Regions from separate parts of the Zea mays genome. Here all the other regions are linked to region 3. A link is a contact called in public Hi-C data. All regions are on one chromosome and are shown on one strand. Each heading gives the region's core, a stretch centred on a gene start, on an enhancer-like site or on the middle of the called end of the contact. The rest is flanking DNA. Distances are from core to core; before and after follow the strand shown. Region 1 holds the start of LOC103643388 (apomucin). Region 2 holds the start of LOC100280288. Region 3 holds the start of LOC100193721.

Evidence for each region. Hi-C and Micro-C count contacts between places; a contact is called where the count stands out from the background.
Region 1: a contact with region 3 is called in a Hi-C map of bundle sheath, with 4 times the contacts expected there. The contact joins the promoter of LOC103643388 here to the promoter of LOC100193721 in region 3. A contact is called at or near these places in 2 of 25 Hi-C or Micro-C datasets (bundle sheath and leaf).
Region 2: a Hi-C map of tassel shows a contact between it and region 3, with 5 times the contacts expected there. The contact joins the promoter of LOC100280288 here to the promoter of LOC100193721 in region 3. A contact is called at or near these places in 13 of 25 Hi-C or Micro-C datasets (bundle sheath, ear, endosperm and 4 more) and 1 of 3 datasets of contacts at active chromatin or transcription factors (leaf).

The regions. Positions count from the first base shown.
Region 1 is chr1:231,143,824-231,147,332 of Zm-B73-REFERENCE-NAM-5.0, reverse strand. LOC103643388 (apomucin) reads left to right here and starts at 2,245. Exons shown (of 5, transcript XM_008666551.4): 1 at 2,245-2,449; 2 at 2,560-2,886; 3 at 2,987-3,172; 4 at 3,293-3,509. The coding sequence starts at 2,380.
Region 2 is chr1:231,043,482-231,046,910 of Zm-B73-REFERENCE-NAM-5.0, reverse strand. It overlaps LOC100280288, which reads right to left and starts at 2,141. Exons shown (of 14, transcript NM_001153216.2): 1 at 2,029-2,141; 2 at 1,787-1,921; 3 at 1,054-1,140; 4 at 645-716; 5 at 329-539; 6 at 117-235.
Region 3 is chr1:230,912,382-230,915,761 of Zm-B73-REFERENCE-NAM-5.0, reverse strand. LOC100193721 reads left to right here and starts at 2,071. Exons shown (of 2, transcript NM_001358872.1): 1 at 2,071-3,270. The coding sequence starts at 2,210. It also overlaps the pseudogene LOC109942127.

The sequences.
Region 1 (3,509 bases), core at 996-3,495, 230 kb before region 3:
ATTTGGGCCTTGGCCCTAGGGTGAAAACATGTCTGTTGGGTAACGGACACGAATTGACGAATTGTGTACAAACAGGAGCGAAGGTAGGTAATAATTTGAGAATGCACATGTTGTACTTCTCGGCCTCCCGATTGGGGCCAATGGTAATGGAGAGGATTGATGGGACCAAAATATTTTACTATTCAAAATTGAATAGTAATAGATTTTGATCCCTTCAATTCCCTTTATTACACTTGCTTTCAAACAAGCTCCCAAATAAACCCGTCAGGTAACGGATAACAAACCCGTCAGGTAACGATATGAATTATATAAACAGGAGCGAAAGTAGGTAATAATTTGAGGATGCACATGTACACACGAAATTTTACAAAACTAGTGATTTAGGCTCAATTTTTACCATATATGCACAAGTTATTACTTACATCCCAAAGGTAATAATTTGAGGATGCACATGTACCCACGAAATTTTGTAAAACTAGTGATTTAGACTCAATTTCACTATATATGCATCACAAGTTATTACTATACATCCCAAAGTCATGTGCATCCTCTTGATTTGGTTACTTTTATTACCTTCGCCACTTTATACAAATACAAATTTTTCATATACAAATTTGGTTACTTTTATATTTAGGACGAATACAACTAGTACCCAGATAGGACAGCTTCAAATTCGGGTCGGATTCGGAACGAGAACTACCCGGTAAATATCCGGATATCAGGTCAAATACGGTTACCCGGATTTCGGGTACCCATTTTTTTCTTGTATAATATTTTATATAATCATAACTTTTACATATGAACTCAGACAAAGATAGTTTACATGAAAGTTGTATAACTTGAAGAGATCTACAACTTTGTAGCACATTACATTTTTGTATGAACATATTCATGTCGAAATTATTTAAATAATGTCTAGTTTACATCAAAGTAGCAGACTATACATCACATATCAACTCCAATACCCCATATCTTATTAAAGACTATATATCATATGTGTTGTACTATCTTATGTCGCATTAGACTATCTTATGTCATTTGAAAAAAAATATCCTATGCTATATTAGATTATTATGTGATTCGAATTTTGTCATTACAGTCGAACTATTGTGTTGGACATGGACTATATTGTCATACTGATTTATGGCCTATACAATACTCCTGGTGCAACTGTCTTACACGCGAACTAGATTCTAGTTAATAAATAAGCAATTCATGCATTATCCAACAAGTATCAAGTATCCACATGTATCCGGCAAATAATATCCGTACCCGTCACTTATCTGCCCGAATAAATATTCATCATTGAGATTTTTAGTCTTAAATCATTTGGTAAGATGTTTTTGTTTAATATTAGAATTCTAATTTGTTGTGATATCTTCTATGTCAAAAAGACGCATAAAAATTCATATAAATGTCAGAACGAATGGCACATATGCAGAGCAAAAACTCGTGGAAGAGCTTCGCTATGTTCAAGTTCAATTCTACTTGATCATAGATATTGTCATGCTCTATTCCGTGGGTGACTCCGATGCAATATTCGGCCGGCGTACCCTGGTGCTCCGGTACTTGTACTTGAAGTTGAAGCAGTGGCAGTGGCCCTGGCACCCAAGACAAGAGCGCAATTGGGAGTACAGAAAGATTTCCCCATACATGTCATCAAAGAAGAAAGAATTCCGCATGAAGCAGGCCGCGCACAGGCACAGCCCACCGGAGAAACGGTCTAGTGAAGTCAAACAGGCTGTGCACAGGCACACACAGCCCAGAGGCCACATCAGAAATTGGTCAAGCGAAGTGAATGGAATAGATCAATAGACCGCCTCGGATAGGAGAGAAAAGTTATCCCAGGGGCCAGGTCCGAGCCAGGCAGCCTCCAGAGTCCCAGGAGCAGAAATCAGGGTCTGGGTGCACACCTCAACCGGCCTCATCCAAACATCCAAATACGGTATGCCGACAAGCAGAAGCACTGAAGCAGGCAAAGGATCGACGCGGCACGGTGGGGTTGCATGCCCCCCACCGGCGTGCCCATGCCCCGCCAGGCCGCCACCTGACGGGCCACGAGACCACGAGATCTCATCAAGCGTGATCATCCCATTCCAAAGTTCCAGTCGCTTCTCCCTGCCCAAGCCCAACCGAAGCACGGCAGTTTCTGCACCCGCCACGCGTCCGCCTGCCCTCCCGGCCATAAACCACGTGTGCGTCGAGGTGGCCCTCGCCTCCCCGGCCCGCTCCTATTATATCCTCCTCATCGTCGAGCACCCCTCAACCCACGCACCAACTCTCGCCATTGCCAGTCAAGCTCGCTATAAGCAGCCAGATATTCAGGACCACCGATCACGATCCCAAAAACAGCGGCTCTGTGTCGCGACGTCGACGGCGATGGACGCTCCGGCCATGTTCGCGCGCAAGCAAGTCCCCGATGACTTCGGCCTCCGGAACATCGGCGAAGGTGAGTTATTATTAAGCTACGACCCCGCCGGCCAACCCAGTCGATCGCTAGTATGCACTAAGAACTACGCGTCCTCTCTCTCACCTTACTCTGTGATGCCGCGCGTGCAGCTGAGGACGAAGGAGCCGGGGCCCAGGCCCAGGCCCAGCTGCACCGCGACGAGAAGCAGCACAAGCCGGCCGTGCTGAAGAAGGTGAAGGAGAAGGTGAAGAAGATCAAGAACACCCTCGCCGGCCACGGCCACGGCCACGACGGTGAGCACGGCGGCGGCGAGCGCATGGGAGACGCGGACGCCGGCAGCGACAGCAGCGAGGAGGCGGAGGAGGACGCGGCGGAGAGGGAGGCCGCGCTGGAGAAGGGCGGCTACATGGAAGATGTCGAGGACAAGCCCCTCGTCATGGAGCCGGAGCCCAACCCCGAGCTGCACGGCGCGCCGAGTAAGTGCTCCTACCTGTTAATCGGCACCGGGTGCTAGGCTGATTCGGTCACAAGAAGTCTTTGTGTACTTACGTGTCTGCGCGATCCGTCCGTCTGCAGTGTACGAGTCGGCGAGGGCACCCGCCGTGCAGGACCTCATCGCCGAGTACGATCAGCCGGCGTGGACACCGGCGGTGCAGGAGGTGGAGGGCGACGGCTCCGCACCTAGGGTGCGGCTCGGTGATATCGGCGGCCCCGTCGTCGAGGATCCAGCCGCGCCGCGCTCCACGACGCCCACCGCGCGAGGTATGGCACACGCCGACTCGAACTCGATCATGGCACTCTGTTCCATCTTTTGTTTGGCACTCTACTCGTGTTGCGCTCGCAAGTGACACGTTTCCTTCTCGTCGATGTGCTAATCTGCAGAGGGTGAGGACATAGGTACGACGCCCGTGGTGCGGCAGTTTGAGACCATGAGCTTATCCGACGACCCGACGCACGTGGGCGCGGGCAAGAAAGGCGCCAAAGCAGAGGAGTGGAAAGACAAGGCCGCGGACACGGTGCGCGGTGCGGACGGTGGCGGTGGCGGTGGCGCTAGCTACACGGACACTCTCAAGAACGCGGCTGCCGGCACCACGGAGTA
Region 2 (3,429 bases), core at 892-3,391, 130 kb before region 3:
CAAAAATTTAGGGCCACTGGATTCATATATGCAACTTATTGTGGTTTCAGCAATACATACTATAGGAAGACGGAACAATATCATTTGGCATAAACAGATATGGGTCTTAGTTATACCGCAGCAAGAGGGTCCTCAACATGAATCAACGAAGCTGGGGGGATATCATCTGTAGAAATCATTCCTCTACCTTTGTTTGGTGTTGAAATACTCTCTATAACAATTTTATGAGGTTGTCCTGTCAATTAGTCAAACAATATTTGTTGTTAAGTACGCATCCCATAGAAGAAAATAGCATGGACTGCACAAAGTATGCATAAGAAGTTCTAACCTGCAAGAGGCAAATCTCTATCCTTGCTATCACAGTTTGATGTCCCAGCTTCATTGACACTTTCATGCTTCTCTAAAATCAACTTCAGCTCTTGTTCTATGTTACTCTTCCCCGAAGAAGTCACTTCCTGGCTCAATGCCACCTCTAAATCATGTATTGCAGATGAATAATTCTTGAGCGCTGTTTTTACCATTCCCTTCCTGTACCAAGCCTGAAATGCAAAAATAGGCAAAATGAGAAGAGTGGCTTCCATGCTTTGCTTGAATTATACAAAACAGAGACATCAGTATAATTATGTAAAACAGCAATGTCATGCCTTAGAATAATTAGGAGAAATGGTTATGGCCCTGTCACAGTCCCTTAGAGATTCTTCGAACAGACCTAATTTCTGCATAGTTGAGAAAAAAATGATTAGAATACAGAAACTCTTCAGCCAAAAGGACAAAGTAATATTATTTTCAGTGATAGAAATAAATAGTAGCAGAAAACACATTTAGTACATCAATTCCAGCTTTTCAATTTTTTCAAAAATCTTGACCAACTGACTCAAACTGTGGAACTGTGGGTATAGACTTGTTCTGCTATCCACCTGCCATGAGTATATCTTCACGTCCTATTTTCAGCCTAACAGACTCAAATACTTATCGAACTCAATACTAAAAATCTAAAATGGCACCAAGTTGTCCACTGTTCATATTCTGCAAACAAGTAAATGGAAGACTAACATGCATGGTGGAGGCTCGATTGACATATAATGAAGATACCAAGTTCACATCCATGCCACCCGAATTAATTGGGACATGGCGCAATGCCTGCAAGATATAATTTAAACAACCTGTTATTGTCATGATATAATATTCAACAATCAGCCACCATTACAAATGGATGGATGGGGATCAGTTGTGTAAATATGCCACTATTTTAACATTCTAACTGTCCACAAACTTCAATGGTGAAAAATACAATTGCTTCTGAACTTGGTGAAAGAAGTTAGCTACTGGATTCTTTATAATCATAGTTACAAAAGTATAATGAACTAGCCACAATTGATAAGTTTTTCTATCTAATGAACTGCAAATTCTAGCATGATTGCACAACTGCTTAACTTTGGTGTTACAATAGGTAAAAAAAATTGTAATCATAGCTACAGAGACATCTGTTTTTTAAGTGTTAAATCCAAAAGATTGTATATTTGGTGTGAAACACTGAAACATTAGACTCATTTAAGCTTACCAACCAATCCCAATGTTGCAGATATATACCGTTTATTCTGTGATTATTTTAACTGTTCCATCCCGTTAATATGATTTCTTGACACAGCAACAAACAAAGATGTTCGATTTAAGAACCACCTGACTCTTATTTCACAAAATATCAATCAGCTTTACAGCCATTACGTAATTTCGACCAACCAATGTGAACATTAAATCCGCACGTTCCAAATGAGTAGGCGCAAACCTGCGAATAGAACCTGAGAGCTTTCCCGAACTCCCTCCTAGAGAAGCACGCGTTGCCGTGGCCCTTCAACTCTACAGCCTTCACCTTGTCTTTGCGACACAACGCAAGCTCGGGGTCGGTCAGTTCTTGCATAACCTTGCAGTCGGAAACAGCCATTCAGACCCAGCGACCTAGCAGCCAAGCTCAGGTCTCCTTGGGTAGAGGGGAATCGATAAACTAAAGGGTAGGGTGGCGGTGGTTACCTGGTGGAAGAGAGGAAGGCTGTCGAAGAAGGCGAACAGGCGAGAGGTGGTGTTAGCTAGATCGGCGGCCGTGCCCTCGCCGACGGCCCGCCGGAGGTCGGGCGGCACCGCCGATTTGAGCCGTTCCATGGAGAGCCCGTGGCGGCGGCCGGAAAGAGAGGGTGAATTAGTGACGTCAGCCGGGCTATTGAGCGAATTTCTACAAAGTGTCGGTCCACTCATGAGGAAACATTTTCGGCAGAAGGAAAACGTTTATTTAGGGCTACTTTCCCATTTTTTTCAAGTTATTTTTATTTTCTCAAGAGAAAAATAGTTTTTTTTTGGAATATGGAAAACACTTGAAAAAGTAGAGTTGTCAAACTAGACTTAGAGCTAGTTTGGCAACCCTATTTTTCAAGGATTTTCATTTTTCCAAGTAAAATGAATTTATTTTTTTTTAGAAAAATGGGAATCTCTCGAGAGAAAAATATAATTCCCTTTCGGAATTCCCGGGAATTGAGTAGGAAATTAAATTAACTTCCATTCAATCCTCAAAATCCTAGAGTAGATTTATATTTTTAAACTAGCCCTTAGTCTCTTTATTAAACTCTCATCGAATCCCTATTTAACCCCCTTGATCGAAAAACATATTTTTTTATCTTCTCCACCTTTAAAATGGTATATGAATAATCAGCGAAGACAAACCTAGGGAGGGAGCTAGTTTGGAAATTAGGAGAAAACCTAGGGAGAGAAACCCCATAAATAACTAAATATCCTATTCAAATCTTACCTAAGTGGATCTTTACTCTAAAAATGGAAGGGATCCCAAGAAGGATTTAGGTTTCCAAAATAGTTCTAAGGGTCAGTTTGGAAACCCATGTCTCCTCCAGGATTAGAGGGAATTAAAAGAGAAATTAGCTCATTCCCATCTCAATCCCGTCCAATTTTGAAGAAGATTTAAGTTTCCAAACTAGCCCTAAGTGTCGTATTCAAATAACACCCCTACTCACCTAGGAAAGATAGGGATCTTAAAAATATCTGAGTTTCCAAACTAGCCCTTAATGTGTTGACCCTAAAGACCCCTAAACAAATTCTCTCCCAAAGTCTTTTGCATGTATACTAACTCTAAGGTTATCTCCAGCAAACTCTCTATCACACCTCCTATTTCAAACTACACTATATAAACAGTGTAGTTTATAGTGCAAAACATGTTTTACGTGGCTATATGCACGATCTGGTCTATTTTGCACTGTAGACTGCACTGTTTATAGAGTGGAGTTTGAAATAAGAGATAGGGATGAGTATGCTGATGGAGGGCTAGGGTTTCTGTTCAAGGGCTTCTCTGAAGGAGTTGGAGCCTTTTTGTAGGAGACACAATCTATAGCCCCTTTAAAAATAATTTTGACTCATTTTTTACTAAAA
Region 3 (3,380 bases), core at 822-3,321:
AAGAAAAGACATGATACGACAAAGTCAACAAGATAGAGTAAAAAAGCAATAGGCAGTGGACAGATTAGTACTGGAACAGGATTGAACCAAGAACAATCTCTTCAAAGACCTGGAGACACACGGTGGTGCTCTCACTATAAGACTCTCAAGAGTCTTAATAGCTTGTTTCCTTCTGTTATTGAGGTTCTTGAATATGTGGAAAAGCATGGCCCAAATGACAAAAAGAGACGCCAAGCTCGTGGGCTACTAGATTATCTCAAGGATTTTGATTTTGTGTTTCATTTACACATGATGTTGATGATCCTGGGCTATGCAAATTCTCTATCACTTTGTTTACAAAGGAAGGATCAGGATATATTGGAGGCCATGACAGAGGTAAAATTAACAAAGCAAAAATTTCAACAAATTAGAGATGACGGTTGGGAATCTTTGATAAAGACAATATATTCATTTTGTGAACAGCATGATATTCCAAAGTTGGACATGGAAGAGGAGTACATTGATCGCCATAAACCAAGGAAAAAGTCAAATCGAACTAACTATCAACATTATAGATGGGATTGTTTAAACTCAGTTATTGACTTGCTACTCATTGAGTTCAATGATCGCTTTGGTGAAACAAATTCTAATTTGCTAACTTACATGGCTGCTCTTAGCCTGAAGGATTCTTTTGGCAACTTCAATTTGGAGAGCTTAATGGAATTAGCTAAGCACTATTTCGATGATTTCAGTCCAGAGCAATTGAAGGATCTTGCTCATGAACTTCCAATTTACATTGACAATATACAAGCTGATGAAAGATTCTCTAATCTGAATACTATTACTGAACTTGCTAAATTGATGGTGGGCACAAAGAAGCATCTTGCTTTTCCTCTGGTCTACGTCTTCTAAAGCTAGCACTTGTTTTGCCGGTTGCTACTGCATCTGTTGAAAGGTGCTTCTCTGCAATGAAAATTGTGAAGACGATACTACGTAATCGCATTGGTAATCAGTTTATGAATGACTGTATCATTTGCTTTGTTGAGCCTGCCATGATAGCTACAATTTCCGATGCTGTTATAATTGATCGCTTTCAAAAGATGAAGAATCGCCCGCAGAATGCTTCTATGAGAGGTAAATCTTGACTTTGTTTAAATAATGTTATTTTGACTTAATATTACATTATATGGTAGTACATATTGAATTGAAATTGGAACATTTTTTACACATCAATTGCACTGTGACATCATTAGTAAAAAATTCTACATCCGCCCCTGGTGAAGGACTATTCTAGTTGCGTGACAGCATCTCAAAACAGTTAAAATATCGCTGCCATTAATGTGTGTCAGCATCTGAAAGTTGTGATTTGTCTTTTTACAGTCCAACTTGTTCCACTTGTTGTGATGATTGAACATCGGCCTCAAGCAACTGGATATTTTGTATGCGCAATGAGGTGGTCTCCAAAGCATAAACGTTCAGAATGGCAGCACCGATAAAACTAAGGTCTCATGAAGGATCAATATATTATGATATTTAGGGTGTATTTATTTCTCGCTTAAATTATATAAGCTAGATTATGATGGAAGAGTATAAAGATAAAATATCATTTTATAATCACAAATAAGCTGAAATAAGCTATCCAACGTTAGCTTATTCAGGTTATTTAAAGTCTCAAAGTGATATTTTATCTTTATATCTTTACGCTATAATTCAGCTTATATAATCTAGAAGAAAAATAAATAAGACCTTAGTATGACCTATTTTTTTTCCTAGCCTTGTGCAAAAACAATGTAGAGCCTTGTGCAAGAACAATGTAGCTCATAGCACGGCTGCGTCTGTACATAGCACAAGTTTTTTTTAAAAAAAAGAAGATAATGAATCGTTATAGAATGAACGAAACCATTTGCTAAACTATGAACGAGACTGTGTATATACATAGCACGACTGCGTATGTACGTAGCACGGTGGGTCTTGGTCTTGGCTGTTTAGAATTGACCTTGCGTGGACAAATTCCAAGTCTTCACTCGTTTTTGATTCGTTAGCGTTCCCTTCACAGGTCACAGCTTTCTATTTACGAGGTGAGGTCCCTACGCATTTGCAGCCATCTTCTCTCCTTCCTGCACCGTCGAGCATCCTTCCATTCCCATACCTCGTGTCGTGAGAGGAGAGCATAGCAGAGCAGAACGTCCTTCCATTTCCATACCTCAGGAAGGCAGCTCAATCCGCTGCGATGGATGACGCTTTGCTCTCGGCCTTTCTGCAATCCCTTTACCAGGTCATGGTGTACCTTCTGAAGGAGGAGCAGTCTGAACGCCATCTCGAGGAAGGGAGGAAGCAATTAGTCTCTAAGCTGGGCATGATCCAAGCTGCCCTCGGGACCGCCGAGAAGAAGACGCAGCTGTCCGCGTCGGAGGAGGCGTTCTTCGCCAGCCTGAAAGACGTCAGCTACCAAGGGTCGGAGGCGCTGGACGAGTACTGCTACGAGGTCCAGCGCCGCAAGGTGATCCGTCCCGCCACCCGTCTGCGTAACAGCACCGTAACTACCGTCTTGAATCCTTCACGCGCGATGTTTAGGCATAATATGGAGAACAAGTTCAAGGATTTTGCCGACAGGATTGATGGCATCAGAAATATACAAGAGATGCTCCTGGACCTCCAAGCGCAGAATGGTCAGCCATGTGATGGTGGCGGGAACGAGCGGACCTCCTTGCTTCCTCCGACCGTGGTGTGCGGTAGACACGGCGATGAGGAGAAGATCGTAGAGATGCTTCTTCGACCTGACCCGAAGCCCGGCAATGTCGTGGCGGTCTTGCCGATCGTGGGGGAGGCCTACATCGGGAAGACAACCGTGGCTCAGCTGGTCCTCAAGGCCGAGCGTGTGGCGAAGCACTTCGAGCTGAAGCTGTGGGTTCATGTGACACATCAGTTCAGCATAGAAAGGATCTTTTCATCTATCATAGAATCCATACAGTGCTCTCAATTTCAAAGCCATAGCCTCAACACCCTCCACACGAGCCTGGACCGGCTGCTGCGAGGGAGAAGGTACCTCCTCGTCCTGGACGACTACTGGAACGAGAGCTGGGAGGACTGGGACATGCTCAAGCGTTCGTTCCTCAGCGGTGCTCCAGGAAGCAAGATCATAGTGACGACGAGGAGCGAGAATGTTGCTGGGCTTGTTCGTACGTTAGGCCCGCACAGGTTGCAGCGTCTGGAAGAAGAGGACTGCTTGTCATTGTTCAGCCAGTGCGCCCAAGGCACGGAGCATCATGCACATGTCCCAGACGACACAAGGTACTTCTCAAATCCTCACTACAACTTTACTTTATTTTGTAGCTTTAGATCTTTATAATTGAATTTCATTCTAATAATTATAATTTAGGCATGAGTCGATTAAGCTATTA